2 separate regions of the Gasterosteus aculeatus genome follow, and region 2 is linked to region 1. A link is a contact called in public Hi-C data. All regions are on one chromosome and are shown on one strand. Each heading gives the region's core, a stretch centred on a gene start, on an enhancer-like site or on the middle of the called end of the contact. The rest is flanking DNA. Distances are from core to core; before and after follow the strand shown. Region 1 has its middle 9.5 kb from the start of barx1. Region 2 overlaps phf2 (PHD finger protein 2).

Region 1 (7,237 bases), core at 1,552-4,051:
ATATTTTGATCGGTATGATGAAGAGCGCCTTAATGCACGCTGTCCCCGGGGGCTTTTAATGGGATGCACAGGCATATCTGCCTCTACCGCTGCCCCCCCCCCCCCCCCCCCGACCAGAGTGTGTTAACAGGTCATTAATCTTTTGCCAATTTCAGCACCACACTGTTGGGTCTTTTCTTCGTCATCATGGAGACGCGAGGCCGTGTATGGCTCGGCGAGATGTTCCTGGCGGCTGCGCTGGTGTTTGGTTAATATTGCAAAGGGGGGGGGGGGGGGGGGGTTAGAATGAGAGTAATGTTGATTGAATTCCCATCTTTGATATGACTGTTGCAAAGTAACACTTAAATAATGTGCCATTGAGGCCTGGGTGGCCTCAGAACAAAACCTTTTTTGTTTTTTACGTGTGAAGCGACGTGACGAAGTTTTTAAACGTGGTTTGGCAGGAGAACCTTCAACTTGCATACCTTCATTTTCTGCAGTAAAAATATTCTACATTGAAGACGACTGTTACGGGGGTGAATTGGTGAAACATTACGTGTGGTGTTAAATCGCTTTGAGTGGTTGGTGGACAAGAAAAGCGCGATAAGTGCCGTCTATTTAACGTTTACCATAAGCAACGTAATTGATCCAGTTATGTAAATACATTACGTGAATTACTTATTTTTACTATTCCAACTAGCGCCCATGTGACGAGTCAGGAAACACTTTGAGTCCAACTGTTGGACTTCCTCCCTATATCGCTTTCACGAGGTCACCTACCTTCCTTCTTTGCTCCTGTCACAACCCCTCGGCCACTAGAGGCCGCTGTCACTCAACCGGATGGAGGAATAAATTACAACGTTTAAGCAGATAGGAGGATGAACCGGGGATTACGTCCTCCGACGTCGTCCAAGTCACGTCGGACAGGTTTTCCATGCACATCTTTTACATCCACGTTAAGAAATCCTTTCCACATATCTTGCCACTGGTCCCGTCCGTACAGCCGTGATTATAACCGTCACCTCTCGTTACCGTCTCCGACGCCATCATAGAATTACTTACAGTCCCCGAGCCAGACGTTTCTGATTGTTTTCACTGAAATCCACATACCGCCAGGAAAGCTCTCTAGTGATTCCAGAGCCATGTGAGGCACATCTGGGAGATTACTACGGCTGCGTCTTCCAGTCGACACACAGCGAAGGCCCTTTGCCATTTTAATCCAGGTTTAATATTCCAACAGCACGCAATCAATCCCAATGAGAGGATCGGACGCACCGCAATTGCCGGAAACTGTGTTGTCCATGTCTTGTTCAAATAAATCTCCAGACAACATGGATTCGGTAACTGCAGCTTTTTAACCCTTTGCAGCCCACGAGGTCAGTAGAGATCCAGGGCGACATTAATGCCTGGAGGGGGGGAGACTCTAATGTCTCATTGATCCCCATTGTATTAATGTGCAAGGATGTTCGTCCTAAAGTGGGGCCATTTCCCAAAGTGAAACTATTTTTGAGACCTTGACGTCACTGTATAGAATGACCTGTGACCTCCAGGATAATCACAACCTCATGAAGCTGGTCCCAGAAGAAGGACAAAACTGCGTGCATGTTTGTGGTTAATTAGATCACTTCTAGGAAGTGTTTGTCATGAACTGCAATGGCTGAAACAATTCCCTGAACTAAACGTCATTGTGTTGTTTTTATTCGAATCCACACTCATTTTCTTCTTTGTCTTTGATCTTTGTTTAAAGGTTTTAGAATGACTGATAATTGCAGTAATGTGAGTTAAGCTGTCATAACTTCATCTATGGTGAAAACGTTTCTTATGTTTGTTTGTATTGGTCTAATAATTCATTCCTACATATTTTTTCCAACACTTTAATCCAGAAAATACAATAAAAGGGAAAAATATAAGGTTCATGGAGCAACGTATAATGTAGTAAAAATTTCATTATACTTTCCAAAAAGTTTAAATAGAAATTTGTATATTTTTTAACTTTGTATTAGTCACCAGCCAATCGCAGGGCTAAACCATATTATTGAGAAAATGAACTTCATTATAAGTTTGTCTAACCTGAAGGTTTGTCTCAAATCTGTGTCTTATAACCAATTTACAAAAAGATACAAAATGAATTAACTTGTAATCCACAGCAGTTAAAAAGCGTATGGATTTTAATATCATAGAACTTTTTCCACAGTTCTGGACAAAAGCAGAGAATTGACGTTTTTATATTTTATTTAACATTTGAGTAGAAGCACTTATCAGTTACAGCCCAAACCCATGTTGAAACCGCTTCGTATTGTCAGAGCCCCGTGGACGCGTGAACGATTCTTTAGCTTAGAAAACAACCCTTCAGAGGATCAAGTGGTGCTTTAAAGAAGCTTCTCTAAAGACTCGCTGGTGATTCCCCTGTTTGCACAACGCACAGCGACCTCAGCTACCAACGCTTCACATAACAACACAACTTCAGATAATAACCTACACACTGAATATCTTCTGTTTGCAACGCTAAATGATACCAATCAGCAGTCGGTAGCTCCAACGGCTCTAATGTTTCCTCGCAGTGTTTCGGTGCCGTTCAAAGTAAGTTTCCGCTGCTTGAGTTTCATCTGTTTTCATAATCTCTATCACTTAAGGCCCAGTGCCTGAGCGCGGCCCCTGCCGCCCAGCTGCTCTCAGCCCCCCCGGCCAGGCAGAAAAGCTCTCGGCTATCGGCCACATCTAAATAAGAAGATAAATACGAACACTGAACACATCCGCAATGAGTCACGGAGGGCTTTAATGAGGAATGAAGCTGTTTCAACACAGCGGCACGGCGATAAGAGGTCCGCGCTGGAGGATGTGTCCAAACAGCTCTCTTGGAAGCAACGTGAACAGGGCGTGACGCACTGGCTCAGCTTCGTCCTTTGTTTAAAGCGCTGGGAAGGAGCCTGGGCGTCCTGCGGCAGCCTGAGCTCCAAAACCTGTTCGTAAAAATGTGTACGAAAATCTTGAACATACAAATTCGTGGTGATACATACGGAATAAATGCGGACTGCAACCGATGACGTCACCCTGTTCAAAGTGAACGGGGAGCTGCGCCCTGTAAAATAAACGTGTTATGATTGCATTTTAACGAGAAATCAATGTTAAATTGTAAGAATAGAATACTAACCCTAACCCCCTCAAAAAATCCAACATGGCGGAGAGACGTTCACTCAAGAATCCGCCATGGTCCGCCATGTTGTTCACTCAGGGGGCGTGGTTAACCACCGCCAGTTCCGTAGGAATTTGTATGTTCACGGTTTTCATATACGTTTTTTACAAACAGGTTTTGGAGATCACGTTGTCTGTGGAGACGTGTGTCGAGGTCGCGCTCGTTGGAGGAATTGTTGGCTACGTCGGTTTCTGCAAACCGGGGCGTTCAATGTGGAGCTTTTTGGGTTAAAAAAAACACTTTCATGAATGTGTTTCGTGTCCGTCTCGCATCGAGCTACAGGAACGCTATTGTGAAATAAGTACGGTCACGGCAACACACCGTGGCTTGTGTTATGATATTGTTGGAACGGCACACGTACGACGCCTAACGTTTACTTCTGGACGGGAACAGCTGTCTCCTGGGCCAAAGTCCCGCGTTTGTTTGACCCACTCGCCCCTTTCGAGGCGTCTCCCGCTGGTTAAACTGCGGCGATAGGCGGCTCGGTAGAAGCCGGTCGTGCTTTGACCAATGACCCCCATGACCCCAGGCAACCCGAGGATGTGGGCAGTGAATGGATGTGAATGGCTGGATAGTGGCACCTCGCATGGCCGTCCAAGCAGTGAATGGATGTGAGAAGGGGGGACTGAAACTGTGTTATTGAGGCTCCTTGTACATGCAGAACAAGTTCAAGTCTTTTTGCAATTCAAATCACCAAAGTCTCAGCAACTATCGCTTGGAAGCACAACGCCCCGTGGAAAAAGAAGGCATGCGCATGGCTGATGAAGCTTAGAAAGAAAGTGCATTGCTGGGGCTGCAGATGTAAAGCAGTTGGTGAACTGAAGAGTAATCTTTCATTAAAAAGGAATGGACGCGTGGACGAATCCTTCCGCTCTGCACCACGATAACGTGAGTCATGAAGTTGTTACTTGTCACGTCTTACTTTTGAAAAGCCGGAGAAGGTGGGAATGCCTTTCAGGTTGGATCCCGAAGGGAAAAGGGGGGTTTTGTGCTGTAATTGCTACATAATGAGGGTATTCACTGACCTTCTGCCACATCTTGGCCCTGATTTTTATTATTTGCTCGTCCAACAAAATGCAACGACTCCGTTAAACAGATGGAAAAAAAAACAAGTCTCTCCAGCTCCTGCAGGAATTTGATTTCTCCCCAACAGCTGTCTTGCTTTATACAAGCATGAAGTCAGGGAATCGCTCATCTCAAATCAATCACGCCGGCTGACATTTCCTGCAAACTGTGCTTGCGGAGCCGAGCGGAGGGGAGGGGGGGGGGCGACGGGACACTGGAGGAAACCGACGGGCTGATGTGCTCTTGTTTATGTCCTCTAATGCCTTCTCCCATTAGCTGCGAGACGGAGAGCCGTGATCTGAGCCTCAGGAAATCACCTGACACCTGCGGGACGAGGCTTCACTTTAACACCATCTCCCTTCGGTCTGAGTGCATTGTGATGATGATGGAGCAGTTTGCAAACATGTATTTTTAGTGTTACTTAAGCATTACAACCCTGATGACAAAAAACTCAAATTTAGAGATGTGTTGATACATCATTCATAAATTCAAACATGGAGGAAATGCATTATCTTTTTTGTACCTATTTATGGAGGGATACAAAGAAATATCCTAGTCATCCTCAGTAAAAACTGACCTATTATGTGTCAACCAAATGAAATCAGAATCAGAATGATCCGATTTATGTTCTGGAAATGTTTAAACATTTGCACGTATTTAGAAAGGTTATGGCTCCTTTCCGTTATTGAACATAAAAGTTCACAAATAATGATGATAATTAGTTAAATGTTATAGTCATTATCTCCTCGTCTTGCCTTGAAACAAAAAGAGAGTTTGGACAGTTCTGTTCCTTCAAATGAGAATCTGAGACTGTCTGAGATTGTTAAGTGTATCATTTCATTTTTAAATATTTTTTGAAAGAAGTCATTTGTGTGGCTTGCAAGACTATTTTGGGACTCAATAATATTCACATGCACAGAAGCGTGATGGATGGATCTCCGTCCATTGTGTTAGAAAGCGGTGGCTACTGCCACTAAATGCAAGAAGATATGTTTGTATTGTTTTCTGAAAAGACCCTTTAAACGTCATCATTAGAAAAGGAAAAAAAATAATACAATGTCATAATACTGAGCAAATCGCTCAGATCGCTCATATATATATATATATATATATATATATATATATATATAGAGCCTATATTATATAATTTATCCTTCATTCTTTTTGCATTTTTGCATATATTTGTGGTTCAGCATTCTACACAATTCCCATAGGCCCCCTTCACCGGACACCTGTCCGCTGCCATATATATATATATATATATATAATATATATATTCTATGTTTAGAAGTCTGCCATATATATATATGGCAGCCCAAATGGGTCCTTGTGGCCGATAAAAGCTGACTCTGAAGTCTGAGTCCACATAGGAAGCTGGGTGAGGACCCACTCACGGCACAAGTTGTCGCAGAGAGAGAAACAGTGAGGGCTTTTATTCCCAAAACGTTGCTCCCCGGTTCACTTCCCATCGTCCTCAGAGGGTTGAGGGTTCAGCCCCGTGATGAATGGCCGTCACACTGTGGGGCTATTTATGAAGCGCGGTCTGTGAACGCCTCACGGGTTAATGCGGCTGCAGCCAAATGCAGGCCAATCCATTATCACGCCAAATGGGGAAGTAATCTCCAAATGGATCATGGAATGAGTTTAGTTACAATTCATATTTACCTGATGCCCGTTGCAGTGTTACAAAGACAACTGTTGATGATGAATAGCCGATTTATGGAGAATGTAATCTGATAGCAGCTTGATGCGTTCAGGGTCTCGTTAGTCTCAGTTCAAGGACGTGTGCATGAAAATGCATGCGTTATGTTGGTGAAAACGAAATGAAAAGTGAGTTTAAAAATATATATACATATACATATATATGTATACCATGTCACTTCATACCCATTCACATTTAAGCTTACTGTTTTTGTCAGAAATGTTGGCCTCTATCTCGCTGGTAGAAACGCACACGCCACGTGGTTGTGGTTAACTTCAGGTCTGGGGCAAGAATAGTGATGAAACTTGAAGTTGGATTGAAGTTAGAAGAAACATAACAGTCCTAACAACGTAACTACCATAAATAAACATCAATCAATGTTAACATTAACAAACGTAAAGTTAACATTATTACAGCACTTAACTATCATACCAACTAACGATCAATAACGTCACAGGTATCACTTGCTCTGCGTGTTTCTTTATTTTTTTTTTAGATATCTGTCTTTAGCTTTTCCGTCTACACCGAAAACACTGCACCTATTTCTCCTATTTCCATTCGTTTCATTTTTTATCTTTGAAAACGTGTTGTTTGTAAGTAGTCTCTAGTCTAGTAGTCTAATAATAACGGTAATGATTGGCTCTATTCCGGATTACTTCTCCCAGCGGCCCATTGAACGCCGGTAACCGGAACCGTGGCAGTAATCATCGGGCCCGTTGTCGGGACGAGCAGCCGAGGCCTCTGCGCGCAGTCGGCTTCGGTTCTAATTGCGATCATGCGGCCGCATGTGCAGTTTGGCGCACGGGTTCGATTAATCAGGGGCGGAGGTGGTGGAGCCCACCTACTACACCACCAGACCCCCCCTGGGGGGCCTGGGACCCTGACTAAGCAGCGGACCCCTTTGACTCCACGAACACCCGCTCCTCTAATAAATCGGGGTCAACCTCTCATTGCTCGGAGTGCCATACGCCCCCCCCCCCCCCCCCCCCCCCGCCCCCTTTAATGATTAAATTGGCTGTCGGGGAATCTGCGTATTCCTGGCGGCTGACTCTTTCCTCCTGATTGCAATTTATGTCGGAAGTCGTTTGCTCCGAAGCCCGGGAGGGAGGATGCGCGCGCGTGGACAGAGCCGCCGCCGTGCTCGCGCAGAGGCCTCCTCGCGCACTCCCCGAGGACCGCTTACACAACGGAGGACGCGGTGACGGACGCGTTGCTAGGACTTCTAAACGAAAACACCTCGTTACAAAAAGAGAGACGGTGACGAAAAAAAAACGTGAAAAAATGAGGCTTTTCAGATG
Region 2 (7,237 bases), core at 3,248-5,747, 33 kb before region 1:
CATTTTCCACCTAAGTTTGACACTCGGGAGTTAATGTGTTCTCAAGCTTCACATGGATGTCGCCGCAGCGCGCGTTGGACCCTCGGTTCCCCGACAGGAGCGGCCGGCGAGAGACGGCGCGCGAGTGGCCTCCATAGAAACGGGTCTGGCCGCAGCAGCAGCAAAGCTCTCCCACCAGGTAAGTGGTGACAGACTCAGTTCCCGTCGGCACACCTGTGAGCGCCGGCCAACCGATGAAGTCTGTGTCCTTCAGGAGGAGCAGCAGAAAACCAAGAAGAAGAAGAAAAGCACCAAAAAGAAGCCAATGGTGGTTGAGGAGCCCTCTCAGGACAGCAGCTCGCCGGAGCACAACGCCGACTCCCGAGACGGCAGCCTGACGGACCACGAGTTCAACACTGGAGCGGCCAAGTCGCCGGGCGGGCCGCGGCCCATGGCGCCCGGGGTTTTTCTCAGCCAGAGGCGGCCGTCCATATCCTCTCCGAACAACAGCACCAACACGACGAGCACCAACAACAACAACGGCGGCGGCGCGGCGAAGGGCGAGCGAGCGGCGTCGGCGGACGCTAAAGGTGAGTCTGCTCCGCGACGGCAACGCTAACGAGGCCCGTGACGGATGTGATTTGGGACGAAACACCTGCTAAACTGGTGACTTTTCCCTCAGCCTCAGTTATGCTATGTTTAATATATGATAATAAACACAATACACTGAATCCTTTTATTATTACACCTATTACACCTTTTACACCTATTATCTATTACATCTATTACACCTGTAACACCTATTACACCTATTACAACTATTACCTATTACACCTATTACAACCATTACACCCGTTACACCTATTATACCCGTTACACCTGTTACACCTATTACACCTATTGCACCTATTACACCCATTACACCTATTACACGTGGTCCACCTATTACACCTGTTACACCTGTTCCATCTATTACACCTGTTACACCTATTACACCTATTATCTATTACACCCACTACACCCATTACACCTATTACACCCATTACACCTGTTACATCTATTACACTTATTACCTATTACACCCATTACACCTATTACCTATTACACCTATTATACCATTACACCTATTACCTATTATACCATTACACCTATTACTCCCACTACACATATTACACCTATAACCTATTACACCCATTACACCTATTACATATATTACACCTGTTACACCTATTACCTATTACACCTATTACACCTATTACCTGTTACACCTATTACCTATTACACCTATTACACCTATTACCTGTTACACTATTACACCTGTTACACCTATTACACCTATTACCTATTACACCTGTTACCTCTATTACACCTATTATCTATTACACCCACTACACCCATTACACCTATTACACCCATTACACCTGTTACATCTATTACACCTATTACCTATTACACCTATTACATCTATTACACCTGTTACACCTATTACCTATTACACCTATTGCCTATTACACCATTACACCTGTTACACCTATTACCTATTACACCCATTACACCTATTACATATATTACACCTATTACCTGTTACACCCATTACCTATTACCCTATTACACCCATTACACATATTACACCTATTACACCTGTTACATCTATTACACCTATTACATATATTACACCTATTACCTGTTACACCCAATACCTATTACCCTATTACACCCATTACACATATTACACCTATTACACCTGTTACATCTATTACACCTATTACATATATTACACCTATTACCTGTTACACCCAATACCTATTACCCTATTACACCCATTACACATATTACACCTATTACAACTATTACACCCATTACACCTATTACACCTGTTACATCTATTACACATATTACCTATTACACCCATTACACATATTACCTATTACACCCATTACACCTATTACACCCATTACACCTATTACCTATTACACCCATTACACCTATTACACCTGTTACATCTATTACACCTATTACAACTATTACACCCATTACACCTATTACCTATTACACCCATTACACATATTACACCTGTTACATCTATTACACCTATTACAACTATTACACCCATTACACCTATTACCTATTACACCCATTACACATATTACCTATTACACCCATTACACATATTACACCTATTGCATATATTACACCTATTACCCGTTACACCTATTACCTATTACACACATTACACCTATTACACCTGTTACAGCTGTTACAACCCAAACCACAGCCTTTTACTGTGTGCTGCTTTGCTTTGAATTCTCATTTGTGCAAATATCTTTGCTTTAAAACCTAATGGAGAATGCAGATTAATTGGGAACATCATTTAGTGTCTGGGGGGGTTTGAGCACAAGTTTGTGTTATGTGTTAATTTACTTCATAGGGATTTTACCATTCAAAGCACTGACACTGTGTTCTCGTTGTCTGCAGCTAAGCGGCTAAAGAAAGGCATGGCCACGGCCAAACAGAGACTTGGAAAGATTTTAAAGATCCACCGGAACGGAAAGCTCCTCCTGTAGCTGTCGGACTGGGAATTCCTGAGCGTCCCGTCGATTAAAGCCGAGCAAAGGGGGGAAGGAAACAAACACATCAAGAGAATCACGCAGTTTTCAATTTCTAAGAAGAACATCCCTCGAATAGGTTTTTTGCCTCTACTTATACTTTATAACTTTCAGATATTAAAGTGTACAGAGCCTACTATAAATATTTTTTAAGAGAACATGTCTCATTTTACTACAGCTGTCAGTTTTTCAGGGGTCGCTAAAACATGAAGTAGAAGTACATGGCAGTCATTCCAAGATTTTTTGAAAGTATCCCTTGCATGTATTCAGTCGCATGCTCCCCTCGGCCGCGTTCGGGGGATTCTCCACATTATCTCCCACCGAACGGACGCAGCTTATCATCGCCGACCCGGAAGATCAGCAGAGTTCACGTGGGAATAAAAAAAAACTAAACAACCTCCATTCAACCGGTGCGCGCGTCGCCGGGCACCTGGGCTTGTGTCTCTGGGCGTTAACACTTGGGTTTGCAGAGCACTATCAGCGGCGGTATTTATTCAACGGCGCCGAGGAAGGACTGTGAAGCACAAGGCCGAACGGCGAGCAGCAGACGTAGGACGCTGTGCGATGGGGGACGCTACACGTGGGACCTGTGGCTGATGATAAGACTCGTCCACGTCAGGCCTGCACTTACACGGGGATACTTTCTCTCTTCCTTTGTTTTCACAGGCAGCACCGACGGGCTCCACTCATCTCCACCCATTCACCATGTAGAATGTAGCTTGTACAAAGACTTTTAAATTACTACTTTTTGTATCCTTTCCCCATAAGGCTTGATTTTACATTTTTACCAGTTTTGCTAATTATGAATATATAATACAAATATATATATACATGGATAAACAGTAAAGCCCGGATTTTTTTTTCTAACAGCAGAGATTCAATTTTTTTCTTTCTTTTCCCTGTTGGATTTAAAAGGTGTTGCCTGGAAAACAACCGAAGAAATAATACATGTTATTGTCCTATGGCCTTACACACACAAAGCTAATTGTATTGTGATTCTGTTTGAACAAGAGACGGAACCTTGAGGAGGAAAATGATATAAAAAGAAAGAAAAAAAACACACACCAGCCTCTTGTTGGAGTTCTAGTATCCTGAAGGGTTTTCGGAATTATTTTACTAGCACCTTGTGACGTGTTTATGTGTCAGTGATGTAATTTATTAATGTTTGTAGCTTTTTATACTTGTACAATTCTTAAAGAGTTTCTTTGTTCGGTTTTTGAATATATCATCGACTTGTGAATTGACCCCTTTTCGGTTTCTTTGGGATGTGCGTGTCTTTTGGGAACATTTTACACGCTAAAATCTACATCGTCAATTTTTATTTAAATTTCTATCTCCATTCTTTGCTCACCCAATGTCATGATGTTATCACGCCAAACATTTGCAACTTGTATCGTCATTGTGAATATTATACTTTTGAGCAGCTGCGTTCACGCGTCCATCGGCCCGTTTGTTTCGTGTCTCGTGCGTCCGCGTCCCCGCGTGTCACTGGGACTCTTCACGCTTTCGTTTTGTACAATACACGTGTGCTGCTTTGTTGTGGTTTATTTTTCTATGTCCGACCTATTAAAAGAAGCTTCCCCTGTTCCACGGCAGCGACCCGTCGTCTTCCCTCGCTGTTACTCGCAGTACTACTACTAGGGAGTACTAGTAAGTATTTACTGTCCTTTCTGACCCGAATCTATATTTTTCTGTATGTAGACTGATTCTGGTCGAGCTCGCGGCTCAACGTCTTTTCTTTTTTTTTTTTTTTACTGACATGGAAGAATTGGTCAAATATGGAGGAGCGCGCATATTGTTGTTGGATGATTTGACTCTCCGCCTTGTTTACTTTTGCAATACAGTAACTGTGGAAAAGACGCGCGCGCGCTCTGCGTGGTGTGTTCACGGCCGCTGCGCCGCGGCGCAAAGACGCGCGCGCGCTCTGCGTGGTGTGTTCACTGGCGCAAAGACGCGCGCGCGCGCTGCGTCAACGCCATCAACGATAGAAGGGCTCCAAGTAGTCAGACCATTTTTACTCGAGGACACATAATTCATTCTTTTCAATATATATATTTTGAAACACTGGCAAGTTTACTCCACTAGATTCTATAGCTAGTATATTTTAAATATAATATATATATTAATATATTAATTATAATATATAATTATATCAATATTAAATATATATCAATGCATAGAAAAGCAGCGGCAAGTCTACACCACTAGATGGAGTCCAGTAATATTTGAAGCAACGGATGCATGTTTTCAAATCATCGTCATGCTTCGTCTATTAGCTTCCTATAACAATGACAGAAACGGGCTCAGGTTGGTGAACATCAACGAGTTTCAGCACATTTTAAATTGGCGGTGTGATTAAATTGTGGAGGGAAGTGTGGAGTGTGGAGCGTGCACGTTGCCCGCGTGCACGTGTCCTTTCACCTCTGGTGCATCCATGAGTGTGAGAGAGATGCGGGCGTGCGGGCGTTTAAGAGGTCGTGACCCCGCTTCCACCCTGGTTAGCATCAAAGTGAGATGTTATTGTGTGATAATTGTTAACACAAGAACAAGAAGTGAAACAACCACACCATCTGTCCTCTGAGCCGGTTTCCAGTGGTCAACTGGCAGGAAGATAAATCATACGTATCGGGACCGTTATAGAACACAAATTAATTCAGCTAATACCACAGATAAAAGTGGTTAATAAAAAAAAAAAACGATAATTTTTTTAATTAAAGTGGCCAATTTCTACATAAATAAACCCTTATTTACCTTTTTTTCTGTAACATAATATGCACTCAGTAAAGATCGTCCACTGGAGGCATCAAACAAGTCTATTGGAATCAAACCTTGCAGAATGAAGCTAGAAAATAAATCATGCACATGTATGACTATTATCTTGCTTAACATTTTTGTATTGAATTTATCTCAAATTTGTGTAGGATCATTTGTTTACCACTTCAAGATTTTTGATGACTCCAGTTTTCTCTTGTAAATAAGATATTTCTTTTAGCACACATCCACCCCCTTTATTTTATAGAATATGCCAAATGTATTTGAATATAAATATATCTTTTCAATACAAACACATTGGTCCAATTTCAGAATTTCCTTCAAAGAAATGGCATCATTGCAGTTGAATCGAATTGTACTGAATTAGAAATTTGTTCAAATCGGATAATAAGATTGTTTCTGGAAAAAATGAAGAAAACACATCTCTGTAAAAAGTGACATGTCTGGTCCCTGAACGCCTCGTCCTCGGTTCTTTGTCAGTTGTTGGTCCCTCCTAAAGGGCAAGTGGGATCACAATTTAAATGTCAGTGTCTGGAAAACAATGCCTGCTGAGTGTTACGGGCTCACCGCCTCCACGGCCGCGCCGCACCAGCTCAGCGATGGCAGATGTGGACGGGCCGCCCTCGGCTGCTTCGACCCCCCCCACCCCCCACCCCCTGAACCAGAGGGTCCCCGGTGGTCAAGAGAAACGTGCCATGTGAGAGATGTCTTAATTACACAGGAATGTCAGGTTAAGCTTTGCCTTCGCGTGGCCGTGCCCCCCACCTCCTCCCCCCCGTCTCCCCCACTCCTCCCCCCGCGTGCACTCACACTACCCTCTGCTCTGCCTTTCATCCCTCCCATTCCGGCGAGTTCAAGGCTGTCATTAGCAATAATGGCGCGCTGATTCCTCAGAGATCCGCGAGCTGAGGACGGCCTGAACAGGGTCTGGACCCGCGGAGCCGGTGCTCCTCCTTTACGCCCGCGTGTTTCCTTAACCTTCGGTTTATTCATTCGTTTGAAAGCATCATCCAACAAAGCGCAGTGTTGCATTGGTGTAAAACTTGAACGTCCGGTTTCAGGGCAAACACACGGGGGCTGTGTTCTTTAAACCCGCCGTGTTTCCTTAACCTTTGGCAGGCCCGAGGTTTTGGGCCTGGAAAACAACTCGTCCCCCCCCCCCCGTTCATTCTTTGACGCCAGTCATGGAAACAAGCGTCACAATTGAAGTGAGAGCCCACCCAACCGAGAATATCGCCGATGCAAGCGGGGTCGAGCCCCAAGGAACGCTGGTTTCATTCCCTTTCATCAGTCACGATGCAGCAGCACGGGCTAGTTGGCTAATTGAATAAATCCATGGAGCAATAGCACGCTAACGTTCATCAAACGATTAGACGATAAAGACTAGAATGGTGTGCTTATGCATTCATTCAAGTGACATTTGTTTTCACCAAATATCAAACCGTGGAAGTGCATCAAACCAACACTTAAAACTAGCAGATTCTACAAAGGGCAATTCAAAAACTAACATATCCTTGTTTACTGAATTATGTCTTTGCGGTGCTACATTTCTTTAATTTAGGCTGCAGCAAAAATAAGATCTTTTGCTGTCTCATCCAAATCATTGTCATAATCACGTTTCTCTTGTGCATTATACAACGTTTCTCTTCCATCGATGAGAAAATTACTCTTCTCTCTTGATTTATTCCCTCAGTAAATACTGTGAACGTGAGTTTACGGCCTTCAATTCTTCTTCAAGACGGCACGATGATCATTTAGTAAATTATGGGTATGAGGGTCAAATGGAGGCTGAAGCGGGGTCTTCTTTAGGGCGGGGCTACTGTGACGGGCGGGGTCCGCCGACCCATGTCCGCCGTCTCTTCGTCGCTCCTCAGCGTTCC

What was found. A called contact is a pair of places that touch in the nucleus more often than the background predicts.
Region 2: a Hi-C map of tail fin shows a contact between it and region 1, with 1.7 times the contacts expected there. The contact joins two enhancer-like sites. A contact is called at or near these places in 2 of 6 Hi-C or Micro-C datasets (skeletal muscle and tail fin).

Annotation. Positions count from the first base shown.
Region 1 is chr17:19,054,150-19,061,386 of fGasAcu3.hap1.1, reverse strand. No RefSeq gene overlaps it. Among protein-coding and RNA genes, the nearest start is that of barx1, 9.5 kb to the right of the region's middle. Within about 2 kb of position 2,801, at least 3 of the 9 cell types and tissues checked have open chromatin away from gene starts, as enhancers often do.
Region 2 is chr17:19,088,656-19,095,892 of fGasAcu3.hap1.1, reverse strand. It overlaps phf2 (PHD finger protein 2), which reads left to right. Exons shown (of 22, transcript XM_078092246.1): 20 at 69-178; 21 at 254-569; 22 at 2,455-4,172. The coding sequence ends at 2,543. Among protein-coding and RNA genes, the nearest start is that of LOC144388889, 15 kb to the right of the region's middle. Within about 2 kb of position 4,497, at least 3 of the 9 cell types and tissues checked have open chromatin away from gene starts, as enhancers often do.